Linked DNA regions of Sus scrofa: all the other regions are linked to region 1. A link is a contact called in public Hi-C data. All regions are on one chromosome and are shown on one strand. The core of a region is the stretch at or near the end of the contact, and the rest is flanking DNA. Distances in the headings are between cores, read along the strand shown.

Region 1 (7,525 bases), core at 3,766-6,265:
GGAAGAAGAGGAGTTTTGGAAGGAGGACTAACTGGGGTAAAGAACAGAAACTGCCAGGAGGGAAGACTAGAAAGGGGAATGGTAGGGAGGTGCATAAAGAGGGGAGAGAAGAGAAATAGAGGAGAGATGAAAGAAATCTCATCAGAGGGGTGAAGGATTTAGAGGAAAGCAAGTCATCTCATGACTTGGTGTTTTGTTTTTCTTCTTCATGGCCGCACCTGCAGCATATGGAAGTTCCCAGGCTAGGGGTCGAATAAGAGCTGCAGCTGACCCCTAATCCACAGCCACAGCCACACCAGATCCAAGCCGCATCTGCAACCCACAATGCAACTTATGGCAATGCTGGATCCTTCACCCACTGAGTGAGGCCAGGGGTTGAACCCGAATCCTCACAGACACTGCGTTGGGTTCTTAACCCGTTAAGCCACAGTGGGAACTCTGGCTTAATGGTTTAATTTGTTTATTTGGTGTTGTTACTATTAATCACAAGTAATAATAATAATGCAGTTAGCACAAGTCTGGGTCCTAGTAGAGAGCCGATACACAGTAGTTGGTGTTTTCTCTTAAATTGGTGCCGTGACTTCTTTACACAATGGATGTGCTCATTTGCTGTCATCTGTTTGTCACTCTGTGATGATGCTGGAGATGTGGTGGGGGCCGAGACAGCCCAGATCCCACCTTCAGGGGCTTCACTGTTGAATGAGGAGACAGACCTATTTTCCAGCCAGTGATGACCCAGAGTGTGGAGGCCTGGAATGAGAGAGCCCAAGAGGATGGGGCAGCCTAGAGGATCCTGAGGGTCTCTGGAGGCAGCTCTTCTGAGCTGACTTAAGGTTCACCTTGGCCCTGAGGTTCCCTAGCTCCCTGTTGTCATCCAGACTTTTGGCCCTACAGCTGAAGGTAAGAGATCAGAGCATGCAGTCAGACAAGTTCTCTTCCCACCTTGATCATGCTCAGACTTACAGGCCATTAAGATTTTCCTGAGCCCAATAGAAACTGGGTGGTATTTAGCAGCCAGGCTAGGATACCAGGTGCTTCTGCTCCATGTCTTCCCAATTTATGTCAATTAGTCCATCTGCCGGTCAATTGCAGAATTGCAGTTCTTTAATTTGAAAAGCTGAATGAACCTCAGACAGTAAGGACCTCCGCAGAAGCCAGAACACATCCAGGGGATAATCCAGAGCCAATACTATTGGGGAATGTCTCTCAGACTCCATCCTGAATACTTCTTCTAAAACCAGTTGGTCTAAGGAGTTCCCTGGTGGCTCAGCGGGTTAAGGATCTGACAGTTGTCACTGCTGTGGCAAGGGTTCTATCCCTGGCCCTAGAACTTCCCTTCTGATGCTATGGGCATGGCCAAAAAAAAAAAAAAAAAAATTGAGGAATCAACAGAGGGCAGAATCCATCTGCAATAATAGAACCAGGCCAGGAAATGTATGGAAAGACTATTCAGGCCTGATCCTGGACAATCAAACTGCTTCTACCTTTTTTTTTTTTCCTTTGGCCATGCCCACAGCATTTGGAAGTTTCCAGGCCAGGAACTGAACCCGAGCCACAGCGATGACAACACTGAATCTTTAACCATTAGGCCACCAGGGAACTCTCAATCTTTTTGTGTTTTCACCTGGAAAAGTCAACAATACACGTGGATGTGTGTGTCTAAAGGATTCACTGAGGAGTTCCCATCATGGCTCAGCAGTTAACGAATCCGACTAGTATCCATGAGGACGTGGGTTCCATCCCTGGCCTCTCTCAGTGGGTGAAGGATCCGGTGTTGCTGTGAGCTATGGTGTAGGTCGCAGACTCGGCTCGGATCAGGCGTTGCTGTGACTGTGGTGTAGGCCGGCAGCTGTAGCTCCCATTCGACCTCTAGCCTGGGAACCTCCATATACTGCAGGTGTGGCCCAAAAAAGACTGAAAAAAGGATTCACTGAAGCTCCTACTTAATTTTACTTTAAATTTGAAGCATTTGTTTTCCCCTTGTAATTCCTCTCTAACCTGATAGGTGGATCACCTTTTCATCTGCCCTGTTCATTTCAACAGCTCACTCACTGACACCTGACACCTACCCCACATCCCTACTCATACGGATATCTGGGGACAAATCACAATGACGTAAGTCACAAGTACCCTGCTTAGGACATGACTTTGCACCTGTGGGTAAACCCTTATCCCCAGAATGCATTTATCTCATCATTAATTTCATCTTCACCCAAGACTGAAATGCAACTCCAGTGGTTCCTGGGTCTGTTGCGGGTTGAATTGTGTCTGCCCCAAATGTATGTTAAAGTCTTATCCCCCAGTATCTGAGAATGTGACCTGATTTGGAAAAGAGAATCATTGCAAATGGATTGAGCCTTGTCCCATGTACCGCCCTTCAAGACCCCTCCCAACTCAGTGCTCTCGTAACAGGAACTTCTCCCTACTCCAACCATCTATGACTCCAGATTCATGTGCTTCTAAAGCTTCCCTAATGGCCCCTTCATGGGCCTCAGTTTCCACAATCACTGAATTTTACTGACGCCTTAACAACCCTAATGACAGGAACCGCCTCCTCATTGAACTCACCTGGGTTTCCCAGCGATCACAATATTACCAATCCTGAGTCAACTGGTGCTGCTGATGATACCTCTCAGTATCCGTGGCTTGTGTCTCTTATGATTCATCTCACGGTCCCAGTCCTATCCTTGCATCTTGGTTTTCCACCTTTAATCAATATTTGTTTTTTCTTTTTCTTTTTCTTTTTTCTTTTTTTTTGGTCAAGCCCATGGCATGCAGAAGTTCCCAGGCCAGGAATCAAACCCGAGCCACAGCAGAAACCCAAGTCACAGCAGTGACAATGCCAGGTCCTTAACCCACTGAGCCACCAGGGAACTCCTAACATTTGTTTTCTGACCAAATAAATAAGGCAATGGTTTCCGTGAGTCTTGGGATGCCCCCAATGATGTGTAATTTACATGTGGAGACTTTGCAGCCATTAGTGTTTCAGTGTCCCTTCAGTCTATCAATACCTGAACTTCACTCTTTCTCCTGCCAAACCCCTAACTCACAAATGTAAGAGATCTGCCAAATCTTGGGAGGCAGACACTCATGCATATGATCTCCTTTTTCTCGTTCACCTTGGAACAAGAAACCAAACGCTTGGGAGTAAACTCTTAAGGGTTTAATATGGCTTCTGACCACGTGTGGGCAACTCTTATACCCAGGTTGGGGGCTTCCAGGAAAGGGACTTGTATGCTGTGGTTGGAAGCAACCACTGCACGTTCATTCCCAGGAATTCGACAGATGTCATCAACATCAAAAGGCCGACAAGGAAATCCACAGAATAGCTACTGCTCTGACTCCACCAACCAAAGATCTCTCTTCACTGATTACTTGGAACCCTCTCAACTGGCTGTCCTCTGGTCTCAAGTCTGGGTTTTACTCCCTTATTCAACCATTAATAATGCTCTTTTTTTTTATTGCTCTTCTTAGAAATACCCATTTTCAAATGGCTGGTGAGCAGAACACTAAATCACCTCAAGATCCAACATTTTTGCCAGCAAATGGCTCGACTGGTTTTATACAAACAGCAGGGATGTAAACCAATCCTGACATCACCCCAGACACTAACTACTAAGAAAATCTTGTTTGAAAGCAAGCTCTCCATATCCCCCTTCATCAATCAGATCATCTCCCCATCGCTGGTGAATTCAGGCAGTTTACGACAGTCTAGGTCTGTCTTAAACAAGAAAGGGATTGAATAGTTTGTCTCTACTAAAATCCAGATTCATTTTTCTCCTTGGGACCAGCTAGATGATTTTTTTATTTATTTATCAGATCCCTCTGTGACTTTATACATGGAAGGCACTGCTCCAAGCACCTGACAGACATCTCAGTCCTCGTAACAACTGTGAGATAGGAAGTATTACATAGCTAAGGAAACTGAGGCACAGAAAGGCTAAGCACGTTTCCCAAGGTCGCACAGCTGGAAAGTGGCAGAGCTGAGGCTCACCCCAGGCAGTTTGGTTCTGGAATCTTTGCTCCCAGAAATTGCCTCTTCAGCTCAGGACCAGGTCATCTGGTGCACGGGGTATCATAAAAGAGGGAGCTTCTTACATGATTTTCTGGGCCTTGGCTGTTAGGGAGTCAAGGTCTATCTGAGAAATGGGCATGAACTTCGGAGCTTGATCCTCAAGGTTGTAGGTACTCGCACTCGGCGTAGTGACACAGGTTGGCCGCCTGAGGGGGCGCTAGCCCCGCTTGCCGAGCCAGGGAAGGGAGGAGGGAACCTTGGTAACGAATGTCAGGCTCAGACTTTTCTGAACCATAGAACGTTGAGAACAGAGCATCTTAGAAGGCTGAGAACAAAGCCTCTTAGAACATAGAACAAAGGCCCCTGGAATCGTAAAATGGTGAGCGCAAAGCCTCACAGCATCTGTGAGACAAAAGATGCTAAGATTCTGTTCGGGTGGAATCATAGAATTACACCCATGGTTTTACACTTCCAGAATTTGGGACATGCTCTCAGAAGTAAGACTGGCTACCAGAGCAAAACGAAAATGCGGGGCCCCTTGTTCAAAAAATGAAAAATCCAAAACTAACAGCAGAATGTTAAACCAAGTTTGGGGCCTTTCTAAGCCGGCCAGTGAAGCTCGCCCCGCTTAGAAGCATTAGTTTATGGGAGGATGTCGGAAGTTGCCCTGGCCCTCTAGTTTTACAGCTGAATGTCTCGGAAGGCTTCCTGGAAGGGGAGGCAAAATCTGGACTCGATTCTTAACCCTTTCCGCCCCCTTGCGCATCTTCAGAAGCAGAAGGTTAGGAAGGGCGGAGGGAGAGGAACTGCTGCCAAAATGTCACGTGCACCCATTCTCTATTTATAGATCACCCCTGCCCCTCTCGCGGGACAGTCCAATGGTAGCCTGAGCTCTCCCGCAAGGGGGCGGAACCAGCTGCGGGGACCCGGGAGATACGGACCAATAACATTGGAACAAGGGCGGACTTGTTTCATTGTGACGTGTGGGGGCGTGGCCAGGGCCCTATGGCAGGCGAGAGGCGGGGCGTGGCGAGGCGAGGTGGCCGGTAAGCCGAGCGAGTAGGCAGCTGCGAGCATACGTTGCGTTGAGGGGCGCGGGTGCACAGCCGAGTATCTTCGTAAAGGGAGGGTACCGGCCAATAGGCGATGGTTGCTCTGTCGCCGGGGGCGTGGCCATGCAGATAAGGCGCGGGTGGGCGGCCCAATGGACGGGCGCCTATGCAGATGAGACGGTGACAGCCGGGCCAGCGGGCGGGCGGGCGGGCTGTTGGGGCGGGGAGGTGGGACCGGGAGAGGGGTGGCCGCGGGGCCCGGCCGGGCTGGGGCGGGGGGCCGCAGCCATGATCCGGGCCTTCTCGTTCCCGGTGAGCCCCGAACGGGGTCGGCTGCGGGGCTGGCTGGAGGGCAGCCTGGCCGGGCTCTGCGAGTTACACTGGCTCCGGGAGAGGCAGGAGTACCGCGTGCAGCAGGCGCTGCGGCTGGCCCAGCCCGGAATGGGGGGCGCCGAGGCCGAGGACGAGGAGGACGCCGACGAGGACGAAGATGCGGCGGCGGCGCGCCGGGCTGCAGCAGCCCTGGAAGAGCAGCTGGTGAGGGGCCGCCTGTCCGTCTGTCCCTCTGCCCTCGTCTGTGTCTGTCTCTCTGTCTCGGTTGGATGCTCAGACACCCGTCCGGGTGGGGGAGGGAAGAGGGGGAAAAGAGAGGGGGGGTGGGGCTGGAGAGTCTGGGCGGCGGGTGGGATCAGGCCTCCCTGCCCCCAGACTGGGGAAGGGGACTGCATCGCCTCCGCCGGACCCTCGTGTGATGCAAAAGCCCATTCCCTACACCCCTTCCCCAAAGCGAATCCATCTGGGCGCCAAGTATGTGTCAAGCCCGGGCTGAGTGTTAGGCAGGCGTTGTCCTCTTGCTGCTTGGAGGATAGGGGGTGATAGTTCTCATTTCAGAAAGCAACAAAACGGAGGCTCAGAGAGGGCCAGCGACTCACCCAAGGTCACACAGCGGGATCCAAGCACGCCCCTCTCCCAGCCTCCATACCAGGGCTCCGTCTTCCTAAGTCCTAGTGTGCTTGGAGATCTCCGGAGGGGGCGGGGTGGGGGGAGGGGATCCTCGGGCCTCCTGAGGAAGGGATTGCTGCTGAGAGGAAGCTCGCAGCCCTTTAGGACCCCATGGTGATCTTGATCCTCTGGTAACACTTTCCTACCTGGTCCCAGTTCTGGTTAACCCAGGAGGTGGCAGATTGAGGCAGCCTGGGGGTCTGACTTCTAGATTCCCTGGGCGCTCTGAGGGTGGAAGATAAGCCAAAGGTCTCCAGAATGACTTAAGGAGCATCGTCGCACCTTTCTCCTTTATGTCATTTCTTAATTCTCCTGACGTCTTCCTGGGTTTCTTGCACTCCCCCCCCGCCCCACAGCCATTTCTCTGTGACTTTCTGTATCTCTTTCTCTGTCTTTTGCCATCCTCTGTCTCTGTCTGCCTGGTCTTCCCTTCTTGCATTTCTGCACCTCACTCTCTTCTCCTGCCCCACAGTCCCTGTCCCTCTCCCACCCCCCACCGCCTGCCAGGCCCCAGACTCTGGCTCCACTTGCGGATCCCATCCCCAAGCCTGTGTGTGGTCAGAGCTTCCCGTTTGGGGAAACCTGAGCCGAGGTAGCAGGGGGGAGGGGGCTCTCCCTGCCGCTGACCCCGACTGCCCCCTCCCCAGATGGGGAATGGGGAGGAAGACTGAAGCCAGACTCTGGGGCCGCAGCGGCGGGGAGAGGGACCCTGCACATTCTTCTCTGGAAACAGAAACAGCTGTGGGAAGCCCCACCCCCCCTCCCAAAGTTAGAGCCGCGTGGTGGGGGCCTTCACCAGCTCTCCCCACCCCCCAGGCTGGCTGGGCTTGGGAAGGCACCTCCCACCCCTCCGAGGAAAAGAAGGCTTGGGGATGGGCCAGCTGTGTCCTGCCTCCCTGCCCCTCAGCCTCTCCCTCTCTCTGCCTCAGTCTCCCCCTCCTCTGCCCCTCTGTCGTCCTCCCAGCCTTCAGTTACCCCCCACACACACCCCACGAAGTGGTAGTGGAGAGGCCTTCCCTCGCCCCCAGGCCCCCCACCCCCCAATCTCCAAGCAAAGCTCCGTCCCAGCGTCAGGGAGGAGGCGGTGGCAGGCGACGGGAGGGAGACAGCGCCACTGAGGGAGGAGCAGAGAAGCGCTAAATATAAACTCCTCCGGTGCTGGGGGTTCCTGGGTCCTTCCAAAGAGGGGGCGGGGCCTCCTCTGATCCCTGATCCTCTGTCGAGTGATACTTACCCCTCCTCCTCCTCTCCCCCCCCCACCCTTTGAAGCAAGAAAGACTGAAGCCAGAGTTGATTCGTTTCTAATAGGAATGATGGGGGATGCAGGTAGAGATAGGGGGTGTCTCAGAGAAAAGAGGCAAGAAACCCGAATGGGGGCAGGAGTCCTGTTGTCTCTCACCAAGGAAAATGGGCCCCTTTCAGCAAGAAGGACTTAAGTTAGACTTTCAGAAGGACT
Region 2 (7,080 bases), core at 1,887-4,386, 80 kb after region 1:
GGGGACAGATTATAGCATCTCTGCCCAAGTGCAGGGGAGTCAGGGACACACCCTGGCTGGCCAATACTGTGACAGGTGGCAGGGTCCTCTGTGACCCCCCCTGCCCTTGCCTCACAGCTGATCTTCTTGCTCTTCATGTTCTGCTTCTGCTCTGGCCTCAGGCCTCAGGACCCTGAGGCTCCTGGCCTCGCCTGCCCTGGGGACTCTCTTGGGCAGGGTGGGCAACCTGGGGGTGTGCCAGAAGGCTCTCCGGCGCTTTCGAAACCACGAAAAGCGGCCGGGGGTCTGGAACCTCACTGTCTTGACCGGTTTCCGGGTCCTGGCTCCTGGGGTTGCCCCTGTGGCTCTCCAAGCAGCTGAGGATTCAGCTTCCTGGACAGCCAGGGCCTCTGCCCTCTGACTACATGCAGCTTCTGCCCTCTGGTCAGGAATGGCCTCTGCCCTCTGGACAGCTGGCGCCTCTGCCCCCTGGACAGCTAGGGCCTCTGCCCTCTGATTATCTGCAGCCTCTACTCTCTGGACAGTTGGGTCCTCTGCCCCCTGAGCAGCAGGGGCCTCAGCCCTCTGATTATCCACAGCTTCTGCCCCCTGGAGAGCTATGGCCTCTGCCCCCGGGACCACTACTACCTCTGCCCTCTGATCATCTGCAGCCTCTGTTCTCTGAGCTCTAGTTGGGGCTTCCTCCCTCCTGCGACGACGGAAGGAGGCCCAATTGATTTTGGGTCTCCACCGACTTGGGGGATTCTCAGGCACCCGCCCATCTCCTGCATTTCCCCTGTCCTCCCCGAGGCTTGAGCTGCCTGGCACCGATGCGCCATCCCTCTCCACCCTGGTAGAGGCCTGCCGGGCCTCACCCACCCCTGGGCTGGACCTCGGTGCCCAGCCCTTCACCCTCCGCTTCAGCTTCCCCCAGGACACCTGGCTGACATATTCCCGCCATCTATCAGCCTTGGACAGCTGGGGTCCCGGATTGTCCTCAAACATGGGCACTGGCAGGGTCACACGGCGGCGGGCCGGCGGGGCACTGGGCTTCTTCTCTCCTCGCCGCAGGAAGGCCTCAACCAGTTCCTCGTCATCCTCGCTCTCCAGGTCGCTCCCAAGGAATTTGCTGCCCAGGTAACTGACAGGCATTTTGCGCAGCCTCCTTCCACGCCCCGTGCCTTTGTGGTCCTTGTCATCCTTGTCTCTGGAGGTTTCAAAGTCGCTGAACTCGCTGTCACTGGCATTGCTGCTGTCATAAGTACCCACGACCAGCCGAGGAGGTGGCGTCACCATCTGCGGGACTCTCCTCCTCGATCCGGGCTCCTTGGGCTTTTTAGGGGGCTGGGGCGGGTGGGGGGTGCTCTTCTCGATGATGCGGGCCACATCCTCCAGGGTGCGGCCTTCTTCCTCCAGAAACTGGATCAGCCGCTCCCGAAATTCCGCCTCCTTGGTGGCGGGCTTGGAGATAACCCTCCAGACGCCTCCCGCCAGCCTGACCTCGCGGGGGATGAGCAAATAGTCTACGTCCTCGCCGATCTGCAGCATCCCCACCGTGGAGTCCTCCTCGCGGCGGAACACCTTGCCGATCTTCTTGAATGTCCCCACCGGCTTCAAGGCTTCCACGAGGACGTCCAAATCCACATCTTTGCAGATGTCGGGGACGCTCCAGAGGATCAGGCAATCAGGGGAAGGGAGGAAGCCCCAGGGGAACCAGCCCCCCACGTGGCTTTTCTCGAGGGTCTTTAAGATCTCCAGGGTGAAATCTAAAGTGCGGGCAAGGAGCCCAAACTACTCGCAGCGCCGAGTCTTGGGGTGGGGATGCGGTCCCAAGAGCGCGGCCGGGAATCTCACCTCCCAGTTTCTCTGCCCGCAACAAGTCGGGTCGTGATCCAGTTCGCTCCCCTCAAGGACTGGTGGGAATCGATTCAGGGTGCTTACGTGAGTCGGAGTCTCAAGGTTCCAAGCCCGCCGCAAGCTGTAAATGGGTGTCCCGGCTCCAACTCAGTGTAAGGACTGCTGGTGGCTCTTCCTGTGCCAGGCACAGGGGACGTCCCTGGAACTTGGGAAAGGACTTTGCAGACAAAGACGGCTCAGCTGTGGCTGTTCAATATGGCCGAGGCTCTTGGAGGCCGCAGCCAGCTCCCCAGGAGGGTCTCCCGCCCCTAGGCAGGCTGCCACCTCGGTCCAGGCTGACCTTGACGCGCCTCCGCCCCCAGCCTGCGCGCCCAGGGCCGGCGAGTGCGCGCGCGGGCAGGAAGTTCCTCCTCGCCTTCCCCCTGGATGAGGCCCACCTTCTCCCTGCTCGGCTTACACTCCCGGACTCGGGGAAGACTGACAGGGGGGCTGTCCACTCCCCTTGGGGCGCCCTCGCCGCCCTCCCCCCCAGGGGTGTGGCTGCGCCCCGGGCCTCTCAGGGGCCCCGGCTTCCAAGCCAAAGGCCTGCGGTGCCGACGCCCACGTCAGCAGCTTTCTCTGAGAAAGGCAGCAGTTCCCGAAACTACCGTCCCAAAAGTGCGGGTTCCAGCCCAGCCCTGAAGGTGGGCGCGCTCATCATCGGGCAATCCCTTGGAAAGCCACTGACAGTATAGTACCATCTTAAAATTAAGTGACTTTGGGTACCGGCAGTTCCTAGCCATATACCCAGACATGTGGGTGAAGAACCTGGTATCAAGGTCTTATTGCAGCTCATCATGGGGCTTGGCACAGAGTAGGTGCTCAAGAAATATTTTTGAGTGAATGAATGCACCTAATTGTTCACCGGTAGGGACTAACGGTGAAATACTAGGCCGTTATGAAAAAGAGAAGTGACTGAGAATAAACACATTTTAGGGAGCACTTCCTACGTACGAAGGACCATGCTAAGTGCTTTTTATAAATTAACTCATAAAATTCACACAAAAACATCAGGATACAGATAATACGATGCTCATTCCCATTGTACAGCTGAGGAAATAAAATCAATCTCTTGCTCAAGGTCACATGGCCAGGAAGAAGACTGAACCTGGATTTGATTCTGAAACAGTCTAATGTGTGTGTAGACCAAAGGGCCTAGGTGTATACATACATTTGTCATGTGTAGAAGCACTGCCAACAGTGGCTATATCTGGGGACCCCGGAGGTGGCTTTTCACTTTTCACATGACTTTTCACTCTATCATTTTGGAGTGCTTCAATTTTTAACAATCAAAAATGTTAACTGAAATAAGTTAAATTAAATTGAAGGACCTCAGATACCTCAAAAATGTTAATTGAAATAAGTTAAATTAAAGGGTCAGGATTCGCAAAGCTTCTTGGGTAACTGTGAGGCAACCACATGCACAGCAACAACTGCCTTAGTAATAATAACGGTTAACCTGCATGGATGCTTTCTTTGAAACCAGGCATCCTGAGTGGGCCTGTTATGAATCTGCAGAGCTACACCGAAAGGTGAATGCCTTCACTATCATCTCCTTACAGCTGGGGACACTGAGGCTGGTCCCCGATTGCACAGTTCGAAGTGGAGAGCCAGATATTTGAACCAGATCCCAGACGTTAGAACTAACTCCAGGCTCTGAAGATACAGCTGATCTGCGTCCTCCTGAGAGTGCTAGGCTGTTTGACCCCTTAAAAGCCATCGCATGTCCAGCTGCCCTCAATGCTTGCCTGGATCCATACAAATCCCTCCTCGTGGGGCTCCCTGCTTCCTTCTCACTGCCTATAATCAATCCACCCCCAACCTAGCAACTTAAGCCAGATCTGTCTCTCCTCTAATTTTTTTTTTTTTTTTTTTTTTTTTTTTGTCTTTTTGCTATTTCTTGTGCCGCTCCTGCGGCATATGGAAGTTCCCCGGCTAGGGGTCGAATCGGAGCTGTAGCTGCCAGCCTACGCCAGAGCCACAGCAACTCGGGATCCGAGCCGCGTCTGCAACCTACACCACAGCTCACGGCAACGCCGGAACCCCGACCCACTGAGCAAGGGCAGGGATCGAACCCGCAACCTCATGGTTCCTAGCCGGATTCGTTAACCACTGCGCCACGACGGGAACTCCTCTCCTCTAATTTTAAAGTCCTCGCCATCACCCACAAAGTCCCACTTCCCGCTCTCTTTCTCTCTTCCTCACTCCACTCCAGCCACACCTGCCTCCTCATTGGTCATCCAATAAATCGGGCTTACCTCCACCTTCAGGTCCTTTGCATCACTGGTCCCAACACCCAGAAAGTTCTGCCCCTACCTTCTCTTGGCAATCTCCCTCTGCTCAAATGTCATCTTTTTTTGTTGTTGGCCGTGCAGAAGGTCTCAGGCTAGGGATCTAGCCCATGCCACAGCAGTGACAATACTGGATCCTTAAGCACTAGGCGCTAGGGTGTTGCAAAAGGTTATCACTTCAGAGGTCATACTGCACCCTCCCCAAATTACTGAGCAGTCTCTACCCTCTTGAGGACCCTTTAGCTTAGGAATTCTTAACCTTTTCCATGTCAAGGACCCTTTTCAGGATAGTTTTGCAATGCATGGTATTGTATTATTGGATTACAAAGGAGACCAATTTTAATGTATGCAAATGTTAAAAAAAAATTCCCCAAACACCAAAAAACCCGGGTAAACTAGTGACTCTAATATAAGGTATAAAAATAAACACATATGGAGTTCCCGTCGTGGCGCAGTGGTTAACGAATCCGACTAGGAACCATGAGGTTGCGGGTTCGGTCCCTGCCCTTGCTCAGTGGGTTAATGATCCGGCGTTGCCGTGAGCTGTGGTGTAGGTTGCAGACGCGGCTCGGATCCCGAGTTGCTGTGGCTCTGGCGTAGGCTGGTGGCTACAGCTCCAATTCGACCCCTAGCCTGGGAACCTCCATATGCCGCGGGAGCGGCCCAAGAAATAGCAACAACAACAACAACAACAAATAAAATAAAATAAACACATATAATTTCGTTTAACTCACAGCATGTGATTTCACTTAACTCGTGAAGGAACTGGGCAGATGTTCGGGGTAAGCGGGAAGAGAGAGAGGGAAAGAAGAAAGAAAGATACTTGGCAGGCAGAGGACGGCTAAGGTCTCAGGGAAATTTTTGTACAATTATTGGCTCATTTGGATTGTTTTTGCTTTTACAGAGCCAGGTCTTTAGGCTTTGCTGTATTTTCTCCTCAAAAAGTCCATCCCAACTGCCCCCGGGCTCAGTCCCCGCCCCCCAACCGCGCCCCGCCCTTTTTTGCACAGCTTCTAGCCCCGCCTCCCAGCGGTCTCCATGGCGACGAGGAGACGCGCTCCCTCGCTAGAGGCTGCTCTGAGAGGGTGGGCGGGGCAGGGCAGCGCCTCTTCTCCGCTTCTTTTCCCATCTCTAGGCCTGATTTCCTCGTCAGTTTCTCTGAAAAGCTGTTTTGTAGGGGCCCGAAACTAAAAATTTCTAAATGTTGACTTAAGAATCCAGCCCTGAGAAGTCAAGGCTTCCACGTGGGAATGACCTCGCAGATGAGACACTGGGTTTTGTAACTGGTAAAAGTTGCGTATGTGGCGGAGGCGGGGTGGGGTGGGGTGGTGGAGATTATCCTAGAAATAAAAGCCCAAATGTTCAACATTTTTGCAAAAATTGCCAACCCCTGGGCAGTTCCGCTGTGAGGGATTTAGATTCCCAGTTCTTTGGCAGGCGAGATTCTCCAGCCGCCCCAGAAAAAACGATAATTACAGCTCCCACTTTTATACTTGTTTAAAAGAAATGAAAAACCCAGCAAGAATGGAGAAAGAAAACAAAACATGGCTCAAATCTCTCTACCCAGCTACCCTTGGTTGCCACTCTAGAAAATAATAATAAAGGTGACAAGTACATGTTACGAAAATGCTGGAATTGCCGAACCGTGTAAAATAAAAAATGTCTAGCTACCAGCCCTAAGCCTCCAGCCCCTTCCCCCAGAGTAATCTCAATTAAATACCTCTGTGCTTTCCAGGAAAAAAATTCTTGCAGGGATAACTTTAGAATTTACCTCATGAGGGTTTTTAACATCATCCTGAATTATTTTCACCACATCGCTTCCTGGTATTTTCTTATTTATTGTCTCACCCTATTGGAATTCCAGCCCTATGAGAGCAGAGATTTATATTTGTCTGGTTCGTTCACTGCTGAATTTGCAGAATCTAGAACAGTGCTGGTAGGCGCTCAAAATATTTGTTGAATGAATGAGTGAGGGGATTAGGCTAGATCTAGTGCTAAAAACTTGCTTTTTTCATTTAAAAGCATGTGTTGAAGTCTTTCCATATCAGTTAAAGCAGATCAATCTCAGGGTTTTTTTGTCTTTTGTCTTTTTAGGGCTGCACCTGTGGCATACAGAAGTTCCGAGGCTATGGGTCCAATTGGCACTGTAGCTGCTGGTCTACACCACAGCCACAGCAATGCAGGGTCTGAGCCACGTCTGTGACGTACACCACAGCTCATGGCAACACCAGATCCTTAGCCCATTGAGCAATGCCAGGAATAGAACCCGAGTCCTCATGGATACTAGTCGGGTTTGTTAACTGCTGAAGCAGATCCTATTGGGTTAAATGACAGCACATAGTAGGTTCTCAACATGTACAGCAGGAAGCAGCCTTGTGGTCCACACTCTGCCCACATAATTGGGTCACCCCTGCCTCCCACCCTCCTCATTCCAAAATCAGAAGGCTGTTCACTGAGTATGGAAGCAAAACCAATGGTTAGAGCAACCATATATTTGAAGAATCGTCCATTCATTCATTCAGGTGGCACATTTCTCTAAAACAGTGATTATCAAATCTGGTTGCTCATTAGAATTACTGGGGAGTTTTAGAAATCAGTTTCCTGAGTCCAATTTATTGGATCAGAATGTCTTAGGGTGGGGGTAGGTTATTGCATTAAAAAATCTTCCCAAATGGGAGTTCCTGTCGTGGTGCAAAGGAAACAAATCTGACTAGGAACCGTGAGGTTGCGGGTTCCATCCCTGGCCTCGCTCATTGGGTTAAGGATCAGGCGTTGCCATGAGCTGTGGTGTAGGTTGCAGACAAGGCTAGGATCTGGCATTGCTGTGGCTGTGGTGTAGGCTGACAGCAACAGCTCTGATTAGACCCCTAGCCTGGGAACCTCCATATGCAGCGAGTGCGGCCCTAAAAAAGGA
Region 3 (7,227 bases), core at 2,253-4,752, 73 kb before region 1:
CCTGGGCGGCAGCTGCATGCCTCCTCCCTTGGCCTTTGAGTCTTTGCTCAAATGTCATCTGTCCAGGAAACCCTTCTTTCGGTGGCTTTACTTTAAAAAAAAAAAAGCGCTTCCTATCTCCCACCTACTTCCTATGAGCCCCCCCCCCCTTATGTTCCTCCCCTAGTAGCTATCATGTAGATTTCACTTACTTTGTTTGCTCTTTTGTCTGTTTTGGTCTCTGCTATATACCCAGAGCACAGCTCAGTACCTGGCACACAGCTGGTGCTCAAGACATCTGTGTGGAATGACTGACTGACTCCCATTATTCAGAGGGGGAATCTGTGGCCCAGAGAGAGGAAGGCTGGAGGGAGTAGAGCCCAGGCCTCCAGCCCCGGGCCCTGGCTCTCACCACACACTGTCCAGCTGCCTCTTGCCAGGAAGTGCCCAACAGGACAGAGAACAGAAACTAGTTCCTCAGGGACCAGGGGGAATGAGAACCAGATGAGGAGGTGAGGGGACCAGAGAGGAAAGCAAGAGGAATCATCTAGTCCCTGACAAGGTCAGGCTTGGCTTCCCCAACTGTAAGGACTTAAAATCCCTTCACTGGGGCAAAGTGGATGAAATGATGATTTTAAAGGATCATAATATGTCAACAGTTCTAGCTGCTCGTGATGTGCCAGACCCTGTTCTAAGAACTCTACTGATACTGGAGTTCCCTTTGTGGCTCAGCAATTAATGAACCTGACTAGAATCCATGAGGATTCGGGTTTGATCCCTGGCTTCCCTCAGTGGGTTAAGGATCCCGCGTTGCTGGAAGGTGTGGTGTAGGTCTCAGACGTGGCTCGGATCCCATGTTGCTGTGGCTGTGGCGCAGGCCAACGGCTGTAGCTCTGATTGGACCCCAGCCTGGGAACTTCCATATGCCACAGATAAGGCCCTAAAAAAAAAAGAAAAGAAAAAAGAAATTTAGCAATACTAACTTATTTAATCTTTGTGTTATGATCACATTTGAAGATGAGGAAACTGAGGTTCAGAAAGGTAAAGTCACTTGCTTGAGGTCACACAGCTGGGAGGTGGCAGACCCAGGATTTGACCTGGAAGCGGGCTCCAGAGTTGTTTTTTGTTTTGTTTTGTTTTTTTAGGGCCGCACCCACAGCATATGGAAGTTCTGAGGCTAGGGGTTGAACCCAAGCTGCAGCTACAGGCCTATGCCACAGCCGCAGCAACGTGGGATCCTCAACCCACTGAGCAAGGCCAGGGATCGCACCAGCATCCTCACGGATACTAGTCAGATTTGTTACCACTAGTATTTAAGCCACGATGGAAACTCCTCAAGAGTTGTGCTTTTAACCAATAAAAGCTGTCTCTCTTGGGTGCATAAAGACAGTCCATTCTCAGCCTATCTTTAGCGAGATAACCCCTGTCCCCAGCCCTGACCTGACAGGTGCTTTCAAAGCTGAATATGGCACTTTAATTAATTAGTTCAACGTCGTTAACTCAACAAAGAGATATTTATTGAGTGCCCTCTGTGTTCTGGGGACACAGGATGAACCAGGCGGTTGTTGGACAGGCCCTCCAGAGGGAGGAAGATAGATAAAACCATGAAAATGACTTACTGACAGGGCAGGAAACCAGCAGGGGGCGTGAGAGAGAAAAAGGTGGCCATGGGAGGAGAGAACACTTAAGCTGAGATTTTGTCTCTCCTCTCCCCACAAAACAATGTAAGTGGGTCCAGATTCTGCCCTGGCTTGAACCTCAACTGCTGCATCTGTAGAATGGGAATGTGATGGGTAGAGCAAATGAGTGATATGTAGAAAAACCTTTGGGGACAAGGGCAGTTCCCACGAGTGCTGGTGACACTGAGGGGCTGCTTACCTCCTAGGGTGCAGGCTGACGGAACTCCAAGGGGGTGGTTCCAGCCCAGCTCAGCTGCACTGCTGAAGGAAGATGAACCAGAAAACCCCAAATCAACCAACTTCACACAACAGGGCACAATTTCATCTTATGAAATCTCATAAGCTCAGGCAGGCATCACCTACCTGAAGCATCTTAGCAGTGAAAGGAAGGCTGTCATAGCAACCTATACCCATCCCTTCTTTCGTGAATGTGTCCAGAAAGGTAGGGGTAGAAGTGATAGAAGGTGTTACCATGACAACCCCTTCCCTAGACACATTACATTCTGAGAGACAATCCTAAAATGTCTTCTACCTTGGTGGGCCTGGTTCTAGGGTCATTGGAAGGCAGAGTGCCCCCATTACCATAGTACCCAGGACTTGGCTCTGCCAGTTTCTCACCTCCCTAGGGATAGCCCGCATCTTGTAACCATAACAACTACTCCTCAGCAGAGCATCTCCTCCTCTAAATAAAAACACCTGGCTGGTCCAAGGCCCTCCCACCATGGGAAAGGGGGAGATGGTTACCATGGTAATGCCAACCAGGAGGCTGGGGAGAGGGGCTGGGAAAGAGATGTTTCCCTCAGCAGTGTCCTTGGGGCCAGGCTCCTTTCTACCTGAGCGCTAGGTGAGGTTGCCATAGTAACCAAGGAGGGTAGGGGCCGAAGGACCACCGGGGACTTGGGTGACCTTAGCAACCTCCTATAGGTAGGTGCAGGGCCAGGAGAGGTGGAGCTCCAGGACCATAAAGGTGGAGGGGAAGGGAGGCTAAGGGTGTCCCCGACTGAGGAAGAGTTACCATGACAACCGCCCCGGGCCAGGAATCAGGATGGGGCCATCGGTGAAACCACCCCTGGTGGTCGCCCTTTCTCTCAAAGAGGGACGGTGATCTAGGAGAGTGGTGTTTGGGTCTGGAGAGGGCTAGAATCTTTCTTTGGGGTGAAGCCGGAGGAGGGGTACAGGAAGCGGCCCCTCCCAAAGTCCTGCGCTTCCTAAGGGGTCTGGGTCGCGTTTGCCCTCCTCCAGGCGCGCGCCCCTCCTCGCCCCTCCATGCGCGCGCCTTGGGGGTCGACCCGGGTGGGCGAGGCGCGCGCCCGACATCGTTCCCGGCACCGGCCCCCCCGGCCCCCGCCGAGCGCGCGCTCGAGGGCTGGCGCGGCCGCGCAGGCGCGCGAAGCACAGCGGGCGCGCGGGCCGGCCCCGGGGCCTCCATGATGGAGGAGCGAGCGGCCGCCGCTGCCGCCGCCGCCGCTTCCTCCAGCCGCCCACTCGGCTCCGGCGCGGGCCCGGGCCCGACGGGGGCGGCTCCGGTCTCTGCCCCCGCCCCCGGGCCCGGCCCGGCTGCCAAGGGAGGCGGCGGCGGAGGCAGCCCCGGCCCCACGGCGGGGCCGGAGCCCCTGAGCCTGCCGGGGATCCTACACTTTATCCAGCACGAGTGGGCGCGCTTCGAAGCGGAGAAGGCCCGCTGGGAGGCGGAGCGCGCCGAGTTACAGGTGAGCGCCGCGCCGAGTTACAGGTGAGCGCCGCCCAGGGACCCTCGACCCCCCCGCCCGGCCCGGCCCGGCCCGGCCTCACCCGCCGCTGCCGCCGCCGCCATCTTGGAGCAATGGCCGCCGGGACTGCCGGGGGGGGGCGGGAGGGGACCGCGACCGGCCCGCAGACGGAGTGAGGGGCCGTCCGAGGGGGGTCCTGAGGGCTCCTGGGCGGCTGGAGACGGGAGGGGGGCCCAGGGGCTGGAGGGCCCGACCGGGGCAGCCAAGAGAAAGGGCGCAGGGGACCAGAACCGGCTGGGAGTGGGAGTGGGGGTGAACGGACTGGCCGAAGGGTCCCTGAGAGAGTGGCCTCGGGGACCCGAGCGGACCCCAAGAGAACTCGGCCAAGGGTGATGAGAGGGCATGGAGGGGTCTTGTACGGGAGTGAGCAAAGAACATGCAGGGTGCTGAGGGAGTCACACTCCGTCCCCGTTGGAGGTGGAGCCCGGCGGGCCCCGGGTGGGAAGAGGGGACGTTGGGGGGACTTGGGACTCGCCGGAGTCGAGAGCAGGTCGGGGCTGGGCTCCCTTGTGAGTAGGGAGAGGAAGTCAGGGAGCTCAGGACGGGTTTGTTTCGGAGTGTTAGGACGGCGGGGACTGAAAGATGGCTCTGCCGGGACTCCGGGGAGGAGAGCGAGGTCTCGGGGGTGTCAGATGAAGGTGTGTGCCCCTTCCCTCTGAGGAGGAAACTTTGTGGAGCCTTGGCAGTGCGTCGCTACCGCCTCCCGGGAAGGGATCCCGGGGGTGGAATCATGGAGGGGGCCAGGACGTGCCCCAGGAGCCTGTGCTGGAAGAGCTTGAGAGCCGAGAAACTCTTCGGGGATGTGGGAGATGGGGGGACTCCCGCCCAGAGATGGGAGGTGTGGAAGATGTCAGGTGCAGAGCCCCGACCTGGAATGAGAGGAGGTCGGCCGTGTCCAGCGGTGGAGCTGGGGCGTGGGGTGAAGACACGAGGAATTGGCCGAATCTGGGGGTGGCGGGGAGCATTTTGTAGAGCAGGAAGGCAGCCAGAGGAAGAATCTCACAAAGATCCTGGGGTGGGGGGTAGTGTTTGTGGAAGTTTCTGGGAAAGGACTCTGGTTTGTGGAGTAGCTTGAGGGAGGGCTGTACCCCTGGGATGATGTTTGGAAGGCGCCGAGGAGCTGGGCTGGGTTTTGTGACCTTGAGAGATGTGGGTCCGTTTGCTGGGTGTCCCTAGGAGCCTGGGTATCAGAATTGTGAGGATTTTAAGGGTTCTAAGGATGTGCTGCCAGGAGTCTGAGGGGTCCTGGTCTGTGGTGTTATCAGCAGAAGTCAGCGCCTGCTTCTAGCATCTTTCCCCCTCTGATTTGCTGTTTCCTGTCTAGGAGAGGTGGGGACTGAAAGAAACACCTGGTTAGAATTTTGTCCATGGGATGAATAGAGAGAGCATCCCGCAATTCTCCCACCCCTGTAGGGATCCTGGCTCTGTGGTAGCTGAGGCTTGGTGCTGGGGGGGTTGGGTGGGAGAGAAATCCTTATGCAAGTACCCCTTGTTTTTGTGTTCCATCTCTCCTTCCAGAGCTCTTTCCCAGAGTACGTCTTTTTAGATCTTCTTAGTACCCCTTCATGTAGGCAGGGCCAGTGTCCTTGCCCTCGCTCAGCAGCTGCTATCGCAGCTGCTGTTTATTGAGCACATACTATGTGCCAGGCATTGTGTCAGGCACTTTAAATAAATCCTTGCAACCTTCTGGGAGGGTAAGTGATATTCCCCCCCTTCCCTCCCCTTTAAAGAAATCAAGCAGAAGAGGAAGTGGAGGCTTTGAGCAGGTCAGTGATTTATCTAGACTCATAGCCTGTGGGTGGCAGAGGTGGTCTGTGGGCTTTCGAGCCCATGCGTTATACTTCTCTGATGCCCAGGACAGAGGAGAAGCCTGTTCCAGGAAGTTCTGGCCTCTGCGGGAACGTCCAAGCAGTCACAGCAGACCTGGGGTTAAATCTTGGTGCTTGGTGTCTGGGACTTCACACCTGTGCAGCCTGCAGCACCCCCCAACCCACCTCCTCATCTTTGAGACAAACAAGAGAAAAGATGTGTCTGTTCCCCTCCTTAGTGGTCTTCTTGGGCTTTGGGAGAAAGTTGTGGATAGCACCCGCTTAGACGCTCCTTTGTCTAGCCTCCGGCGCCACTCACTTTGTTTTCTTTTGTTCTGTTATGTTAGCGCACATTCAAAGCGCTCAGGCATCTGTGTGCACATATTACATACATGTGAGTGAAGGGGACCCCCGTCCCTTTCCTGACCTGCTCCCTAACTCGCCTCCCCAACTGTTTTCTGTGAAAGTAGTTCAGCTCCATGTGTGTAATATATGAGATCATATCATGTGTATCATTTTGTGACCTTTTTTCCCACATAGTCATGCGTCTTGGTGTTCCTTTCATATCAGCACAGAGAGCAATACTCACTGTTTTTGAAAACTATATTCCACTGGTGTTTGTATCCCAGCTCATTTAATTGGAGCCCTCTTGATGGAATTTTAGGTTGTTTGCAGCAAATATCCTTGTATCCCCGCGTGAGTACAGCAGAAGAGACGGGTGGAGGGGGTGGAACAGGAGAAGAGGTGTGTTTATGAAGCGGGGACTGGGTCTGGCAGGTTGCCCCGCATTTACACTCGCATCAGCAGCACCTCTTTTTATACACTTTGACTTGAGCACTTATCACTTAGAGAGGTGCGACTTCTCCTGTGAGATCCTTTAAGGCCTGGACTGTATCAGATTTTTCCAGTTCTGAATACCTTTTCTCCAAATAGCTGAGTGCAGCTGCTCCTGGCACAGGACCTGTGTGCAGTCAGTGTGTGGGGAATGGCAGAAAACACAGCCTTGTGAGGTCCTGCCAGGAGGCGCCCAAGAATTCAAGCAGGGAGGCAGCATCAGCACAGGTGATAATGAGCAGGACTTTGCCCAGTGGGGGGATTCTGAGAAGGAGATGACGCAGTTTCTGCCATTCAGAAACTTCCAGGCTGATGGAAGAGACTGGTTTGTGCAGGAGGCTACAGAGACCTCTGCACGGTCACACGGTAGAGGTGTTTTTTTTTTTTTTTGTCTTTTTGCCATTTCTTGGGCCGCTCCCGCGGCATATGGAGGTTCCCAGGCTAGGGGTCAAATCAGAGCTGCAGCCACCAGCCTACGCCAGAGCCACAGCAATGTGGGATCCCAGCCGCGTCTGCAACCTACACCACAGCTCACGGCAACGCTGGATCCTTAACCCACTGAGCAAGGGCAGGGATCGAACCCTCAACCTCATGGTTCCTAGTCGGATTTGTTAACCACTGCGCCACGACGGGAACTCCCACGGTAAAGGTTTTGACTGTGTGGCTCTGTGCATGATCCGTGGCTCTTCTGGGAAGGGATGTGAGCTCTCTGAGGACAAGAGGAAGCTCAGGGTGGGGCACGTGGGTCTGAACTGGACATTTCACGTAGGGCAGCGGCAGGGAGCTGTGGCGAGTGCGCTGCCGGCAGAGATGGTATGGAGCTGGCCCCTCCCCACTTCCAGCCTCCCACGGGGCACTGAGGGATCCATGGGGACCTAGCCCTGCCAGGAGCCCCAGAGGAGTGGAGTGCAGCAGATGCAGTGGAGGGCCAGGCGGAACTGAACTGGCACGGGAAGGGGGCTGGGACAGAAAGGTTGGGATGTGGAGGCGTCGTAGCTCTTGGGCATCTCAGCCCCTCCAAAAGCTTTGTTGATGCAGCCGGGGTGGAGAGGAACAGCTGGAGGGGAGGCGGCAGCCCTGTCTCAGCGCGGTTTTGGGGGCGCATGTGTTCCAACAGTCTGGCCAGAGGGAGTGGCGGTGGGTAGAGAACTTCCAGAT
Region 4 (7,305 bases), core at 151-2,650, 120 kb before region 1:
CTGGGCATCCTCCCTGGCTGGGCCTTTGAGGATGGGATGAAAGAGGCTGGGCTGGGTGGGGAGTTCATGGGTCAGCTGGGTCAGCAAGGGGCTGGGGCAAAGGGGAGGCAAGGAGGCAAGCCTTCCTGGGGGGGGACCAGGGCCTTTGCTGAGCACCTGCTGTGTCCCCAGGCCTGCACTGGGGACTTAGTTGTGACTACCCCTGTCCTCCCAGGGCAGTGGGGGAGACAGGCCAGTGACCAGAGAACTACAACCTAGAGTGAACAGGGTTAGGTGGGGGCTGCCTGGTGCAGTCGAGGAGGGCTTCCTGGAGGAGGAGACCCCGAGTTCCTAACAGAGTCTATGACATCCCTCATGAAAACCTACCCTTTGGTCTGCATCTGGCGACCCTTTCCCTCACTCCCTCCAATCTAGCCACACTGGCTTGTTTGCTTGCTGGCTGGCTTGCTTTCTGTCCACTCCATGGCAAGGGATCCGATTCAAGCCGCAGCTGTGACCTAAACCACAGACGTGGCAAAGCTGGATCCTTAACCCACCATATGGGGCCAGGGATCCAACCTGAGTCCCAGCACTCCCCAGATGCTGCTGATCCCGTTGTGCCACAGTGGGAACTCCTGGCCTTCTTTCTGCTTCCTGAATTCTCCAACGTCATCCTCACCCTCTGAGCCATTGCACCTGCTGTTCCCTTGTTCTGATTCTTTCCCAGTTCCTCAGCAGGCAGGCCCCTTCTCCTCGTTCAGAGAGCCGACCATTTATTCTTGCGGCATTTAGCTCTTTTTAAGAATTCTCTTATTTCTACTTTCTGCTGACTGCTTCATTTCCTGCTCTTCCCAGCTAGGATGCGGCCTCTCCTCCGTGCCTGCTCCCTAATCCAAGCCCTGGCAGGATGCCTGACAAAGGGTGATGCCCCGTAAATCACTGTTATGAGAAGGAAGGAAGCTAAGATCTCCGCCATAAGCCAGGGTCCTGTGAGGAGGCAGGGAAAGGCGTTCCAGGCAGAGGGAACAGCAGGGGCAAAAGCGTGGAGCCGAGAGAGGGCTGGTGTTTCAGAGGCGCTGGGGAGGTGGCATGTGGCTGGAGCAATGAGCCTGAGGAGGAGGCGGAGAAGGAGGCTGGAGGAGGAGGTGGAGGGAGGAGGGCGGGAGAAGAGAGGGGCAGAGGTCGAAAGAGGAGGGAGGCCCTGGAGGGGAGCTTTCATCCCCTGGCCTGTCGAAGACGGTGGGATCTTACTGGAATCTTTTTATGCAGGGGTGGAGGTGGCCAAGGTGCCTTTTTGGGAGACCCGCCTGTCTGGCTCATAAAAGCCAGGCCTGAGGGCCAGATGTCACCTCGCAGCGCCTTCTAAGGGCTCCGGGTCCGCCTTCCGCAGAGAGGCCTCTGGATCAGGCCAGACGGCTTGGCAGCCCCATCCGGTCCCCGCTCCAGGGTCACTGCCCCGGCCTCCTCCTGGCCCGGGCTCATGCTCCTCCTCCGAGAGCCAGCTCCCCTCCGCAGCCCGAGGCGCTGCTTTTAATAGAACGCTTGAAAAAAATATGAATAGGTAATGAAAGGCACCGGCCCAGCTTTCTAAAGGTACAGGATGGGTGCAGTGTGAACGCCTTCTGTCCTCCCCGGGGCGCTGGGGCCATGCGTCTCTTGCATTTTCTCCCCGAGACAATCTATCATTTGTAAGAACACACAGGGGCATCTTATTCTGGTCATTCCCACGATGCTGCACCTCACTTTTTTTTTTTTTTTTTTTGATTGATGTACTGAGGATTTACAGTGTTGTGTGAGTTTCTGGTGTATAAAAAGCGATTCGGTGACACATGTGACTAACTGAATAACAGACCCAGATACAGATTCGTTTTCAGATTCTTGTTCATCATCACAAGATATCGACTACAGTTCCCTGTGCTGTACAGTAGGACCTTGTGGCCTCTCGATTTTCTAGAGCGTAGCATCTGTGTGTTGATCCCAAGCTCCTGATTTATCTTCCCTTCCCTTTCCCCTTTGGGAACCGTAAGTTTGTTTTCTGTCGGTGAGTCTGCTTCTGTGTTGTAAATAAGTTCATCTGTCTCCTTTTGAAAATTTTTCTTTTTCAGCCGCACCAGAAACTTACAGAAGTTCCTGGGCCAGGGATGGAATCTAAGCCGCAGCTGTGCCAATGCCAGCCCCTTAACCCACTGCGCCAAAGCAGGAACTCCTGTGTCGTTTTTTAGATTCCACATATGAGTGATCTCATATGATATTTGTCCTTCTCTCTCTGCCTTACTTCACTTAGGATGATCTGCTCAAGGTCCATCCAGGTTGCTGCAAATGACATCATTTCATTCTTTTTTTGGCTGAGGAATAGTCTATTGTATATATGAACCACATCTTTATTGATGTATTTATTTATTGCTTTTTTAGGGCCACCCCTGCGGCATTTGGAAGTTCCCAGGCTAGGGGTCGAATCGGAGCTACAGCTCTCAGCCTACACCACAGCCACAGCAATGCCAGATCTGAGCCCCACCTGCGAACTACACACCAGCTCACGTCAACGCCGGATCCCCGACCCACTGAGGGAGGCCAGGGATCGAACCCACATCCTCATGGATATCAGTCAGGTTCGTTTCTGCTGCGCCACAACAGGAACTCTGAACCATATCTTCTTTACCCATTCATCTGTCAGTGGATACTTAGGTTGCTTCCATGTCTGGGCTATTGTTACTAGTTTGTGCCTTATTTTTTTTTTTTTACTTAAGTGTATATTCATTCATTCAACACATATTTATTGAGCACCTGCTATGTGCCAGGCACTCTTCTAGGCAGTGGGGATACAGCAGAGAAGAAAACAGACAAAATTTCCTGCCCTCTTTGACCTGACATTCTAGTCAACAAATAAAGACAGTCAACAAATAAAGTGACAAGTGCATTTTAATATTACATAGTAGGTCAGATGGCACAGTCAGTGCTGTTGATAAAACATAAAGCAGGCGGAGAAGCTGGAGTGTTGAGGTGGCAGGAAGGTTTCTGTTTGATTACGAGGTGGTCAGAGATGACCTTGATAAAGGTAACATGTGAGCAAAGGCCTGGAGGTGGTAAGGAAGCGAGTCACGTGGTTATAAGAGGGTAAGAGTGGAACAGCAAGGGGAACAGCAAGTGCAAAGGCCCTGAGGTGGGAGTGACCCCGAAATGTACCAAGTCCAGGCCGGAGAGGAGTGAGTAAGGAGGAGAGCTTGTGCGGGGGTGAGATACAGTCCTGTAGAGCCTTGTCCACAAATTGGCTTTGCTGTCTCATCCTGAATGTGTGTGTGGGGGCTGGCTTGTAACAGTTTGTGAGGCCCGATTGCAAAACCTCTGGGAATTTTGCAAGCCTGCTTTAAATATAGCCATTACTAAAACATATATAAACTCTGGGTCACCTTGCCGTGCAGTAGCAAATTGACAGAACACTGTAAACCAGCTATGATGGAAAAAATAAAATCATTTTTTAAAAAAGTATATAAACTTATAACTAAATAAATTCTTTCTTGGCCACAGCTACAGCACGTGGAAGATCCTGGGCCAGGGTTTGACCCTCACCATAGCAGTGACCCAAGCCACAGCGGTGATAACGCCAGCCCTTCAACCCACTGAGCCACCGGGGAACTCCTAAATAAATTCTTTTGCACACAACGATTTATTGCCTCCTCATTATTATACTACATTTTACTGCCATCTCTGTTCTAGAGGTTAGGAAAATCCCACCTGGAGGATATCTTCCAAGTCTGTGTTCCAGGATGTTCCACGTGTTGGTAGCTTAAAACCAGCTGTGGGGGGGGAGTAATTTACACCACAGACACGGGCAAACGCTGCAGCTCAGGACTGTTTTCTCCCCCAGAGAGCTGGCGGTTAAACATTCACCAACACACCACCAAAGCACTTGCAGATCTGGCTCATTCTTTTGCAAAGCTGCATAGTATTCCCATGCATGGATGGTCCATAACGCATTACGCTGGCCCCTTTCTGATGGGCGCTTGGCTGGTGTCCAGTCTTTTGCAAATGCAAACAGTGCTGATTTCCCACGTGTGTGACTCTAACTGTAGAATCAATCCCTTGAAGCAGAACTGCCATGTCAGAGGGCATGGGCCCTGCTAACGTCAATGCCTGTTGCCTAATGATTTTCCAGAGAGCCACCAGCAAATGGGTCAGAGGCCAGAGGCTTCTTCTAAGGAGGCAAACTTGATTGTGTCACTCTGTTGCTTAAACCTTTTGATGGCTCCCGCTGCTCCCAGGGTGAAGCTTTCAGGTTCTCCCATGGCCTAGGCCCCTTGAGGTCAGGCCTTGTCCCTTTTCTTTTTGCAACTAGAAGGTTGCACCGTGACCCCCGCTGTGACCTCTCATAAATTCCACATTGCAATCACCTTGATGATATGCTGTCTGTCTCCTGAAATTGGCCGTGTTCCTACCCACTCTTGTTGGCTCATGCCTTTCCCTTCTCTGGGAGCTTACTTCCCAGTACCTTAATCAAGAGGCTAACCCCCGCTCTATCAGTTCAGTCCCTTTCTGTTTCAAAAAGCTAAAAACCCCAGTGTAACTGTCTTCAGCAAAATTGGAAATGGATTGGCTCATCTCAATAAAAAGTTGTTGAGTTGGATGGCTTCAGGTATAGCTGGTTCCAGGGGCTTGGATGATCCCATGAAGCCACTTTTGGCCTGTGGGTTCTCTTCCATGTCGGGACCCCTTGCCAGCCCCTGCCTTAGAAATGCCCCTCATGGTCACAGGAGGCAAAGAGCTAGAGGTGGAAGGGAAGGGTCTAGGCAGAGAAAACAGCCCAGAACTGGTGTTAGTAAACCCAGCTCTTGGTGGGGCATAGTAGACAACTCTATAGCTACGTAGCATCCTCCAGGCTGAACCCCAAGGAGATAAGTTCTTGCCCCTATGCTAAATTCTTCCACTGAGGGTCAGGCTAGGAATAGCTGCTTGGGCTCTGAGGGTGGAAAACCTAGGTTCCAATCCTAGAGGGGTGAAAAAAACGTTCAGAACTGGATCGTGGTGATGGTTACACAACACCGTGAATGTGCTTGCTCAAGGCCACTGAATTGTACACTTTAAAATGGTTAAAAGGGTTAAGGTCGTGTTAAGTATATTTTACCACAGGACAAACACAAGAGGCTGACAATGCTAAAAAAATAAAAATTAAAAAAAAAAAAGTAAAAATGAGAAGAAAAATTCCTGGTGCGACTACGTAGCAGCTGAGTGACTTCTCTGTACCTCTGTTTATCGGCCTATAAAATGAGGACAATAACAGGCCTCCCCACCTCGCTGGCTTGTTGAGAGGCTCAGGTAGGTAATACATGCATGGTGCTCAGGGTAGTACCCGGGATATAGTTAAGTGTTTAGTAAATGTTAGTTATTATTTTAAATCAAAATATTGGGTGGCTTGCCCAGTGAAATGAGCCAGCTTCAAAAGGTCACTGCCGCAGCCTGTGCGGGCTTCTATAACAAAATACTGCAGATGGGGTGGCTTATAAACAACAGAGGAGGAGTTCCCATTGTGGCTCAGTGGTTAACAAATCCGACTAGGAACCATGGGGTTGCGAGTTCAACCCCTGGCCTTGCTCAGTGGGTTAAGGATTCGGCGTTGCCATGAGCTGTGGTTTAGGTCGCAGACACGGCTCGGATCCCGAGTTGCTGTGGCTCTGGCGTAGGCTGGCAGCTGCAGCTCCAATTGGACCCCTAGCCTGGGAACCTCCAAATGCCGCGGGAGTGGCCCAAGAAATGGCAAAAAAGACAAAAAAACCCAAAACAAAACAGAGGAGTTCCCCACGGTGCCGTGGGTTATAGGATCAGGCATTGCCATTGCTGTGGCTTGGGTTGCCGCCATTATGCAGGTTCAGTCCCTGGCCTGGGAACTTCTGCATGCCATGGGGATACCCCCGCAAAAAAAACCCCAGAAATTTATTTCTCATAGTTCTGGAAGCTGGAAGTTCAAGGTCAGTATAAATGGTTGGGTTGCAGGCTTCTCATTGTATCCTCACGTAGGGAGAATGGACCAGAGATGTCTCTGGAGCCTTATATATTTATTTATTTATTTATTTTAGGGCCACATCCATGACTTATGGAGGTTCCCAGGCTAGGGGTCCCATTGGAGCTACATCTGCCAGCCTACACCAGAGCCACAGCTACGTGGGATCTCAGCCATGTCTGTGACCTACACCACAGCTCACAGCCACACCAGATCCTTCACTCACAGAGCAAGGCCAGGGATCAAACCCTCGACCTCAAGGTTCCTAGCCAGATTCACTTCTGCTGCACCAGGACAGGAACTCCCAGAGCCGCTTTTATAAGGGCACTCATCCCAATCCAGAAGGCTCCACCCTCATGACTTAATCACCCCAAGGCCCCACCCCCGAATACCATCACCTTGGGGGTTAGGTTTCAACATATGAAGTTGGGTGGGGAGACACAAACATTCAGACTACCACAGTCACGTCGTGTATGATTCCATCCGTATGAAATGTCCAGAACAGGCAAATCCATAGAGACGGAAGGCAGGTTAGTGCTGGCCAGGATCTGGGGAGGGAATGGGGAGCGAGGGCTGAGAGGCTCCAGGCTGTCCTCTGGGAAGGTGATGAGAGTGACTGCAGCTATGCAGAGGTGAAGCTTGCACAACAAAGGCCACTGAATCACATACCTTTTTTTTCTTTCTTTTTTTTTTTTTTTCTTTTGCTTTTTAGGGCCTCATTGGGGCATATGGAGGTTCCCAGGCTAGGGGTCGAATCCGAGCTGTAGCTGCCGGCCTACACCACAGCCACAGCAACTCGGAACCAGAGCCGCATCGGCAACCTACACCACAGCTCAAGGCAACGCTGGATCCTTAACCCACTGAGCAAGGCCAGGGATCGAACCTACAACCTCATGGTTCCTAGTTGGATTTGTTTCCTCTGTGCCACGACAGGAACTCCTGAATCACACTTTAACATAGTTCTTTTATTTTCATGGCTGCACCTGGAAGATCCTGGGTCAGGGATTGAAGCTGAGCCACAGTGGGATCATTTACCCCATTGCACCTGAGCTGGGGATCAAACCCACACTTCTGCTGCTGCGACTGGAGCCATGGAAGTTGGATTCTCAATGCCTAAAACTGGCTCATTTTTGTGTGAATTTTATCTCAAAAAAATTTTCATTGGAACTTTGAAAAAAAAAAAAATTGGATGGAATGTGTCTGTGATGTTCTTAGGCTGTGAGTGAGACCTTGTGTCTTTTGTTGTCCTGGACAGTGTGTGCCCTTCCCTCTTCCAGGCCTGATATGCCACCCCCGCCCTTTGCTGGCATCGCTCATAGCGTCTCCCCTGGCTC

Evidence for each region. Hi-C and Micro-C count contacts between places; a contact is called where the count stands out from the background.
Region 2: a contact with region 1 is called in a Hi-C map of heart right ventricle, with 2.2 times the contacts expected there. The contact joins the promoter of CCDC8 here to the promoter of DACT3 in region 1. A contact is called at or near these places in 2 of 47 Hi-C or Micro-C datasets (embryonic fibroblasts and heart right ventricle).
Region 3: a contact with region 1 is called in a Hi-C map of embryonic fibroblasts, with 2.3 times the contacts expected there. The contact joins the promoter of FKRP here to the promoter of DACT3 in region 1. A contact is called at or near these places in 4 of 5 promoter capture datasets (fetal liver, liver and skeletal muscle), 27 of 47 Hi-C or Micro-C datasets (adipose tissue, alveolar macrophages, blood and 14 more) and 2 of 2 datasets of contacts at active chromatin or transcription factors (alveolar macrophages and skeletal muscle).
Region 4: a Hi-C map of subcutaneous adipose tissue shows a contact between it and region 1, with 2.5 times the contacts expected there. The contact joins the enhancer-like site here to the promoter of DACT3 in region 1. A contact is called at or near these places in 8 of 47 Hi-C or Micro-C datasets (embryonic fibroblasts, heart right ventricle, mesenteric adipose tissue and 3 more).

What each region holds. Positions count from the first base shown.
Region 1 is chr6:52,551,748-52,559,272 of Sscrofa11.1, reverse strand. It overlaps DACT3 (dapper homolog 3), which reads left to right and starts at 5,015. Exons shown (of 4, transcript XM_003355955.4): 1 at 5,015-5,604. The coding sequence starts at 5,191. It overlaps PRKD2 (serine/threonine-protein kinase D2), which reads left to right. Exons shown (of 18, transcript XR_002344708.1): 18 at 1-207.
Region 2 is chr6:52,470,564-52,477,643 of Sscrofa11.1, reverse strand. It overlaps CCDC8 (coiled-coil domain-containing protein 8), which reads right to left and starts at 3,136. Exons shown (of 1, transcript XM_003127233.4): 1 at 1-3,136. The coding sequence starts at 1,527. The coding sequence ends at 112.
Region 3 is chr6:52,623,741-52,630,967 of Sscrofa11.1, reverse strand. It overlaps FKRP (fukutin-related protein), which reads right to left and starts at 3,502. Exons shown (of 2, transcript XM_021094618.1): 1 at 3,450-3,502; 2 at 1-1,919. STRN4 (striatin-4) reads left to right here and starts at 3,058. Exons shown (of 17, transcript XM_021094615.1): 1 at 3,058-3,367. The coding sequence starts at 3,086.
Region 4 is chr6:52,668,951-52,676,255 of Sscrofa11.1, reverse strand. No RefSeq gene overlaps it. Among named protein-coding and RNA genes, the nearest start is that of SLC1A5, 11 kb to the right of the region's middle. Within about 2 kb of position 1,400, at least 26 of the 83 cell types and tissues checked have an H3K27ac peak or open chromatin away from gene starts, as enhancers often do. A contact at or near this core is called in skeletal muscle and subcutaneous adipose tissue, where this site is marked.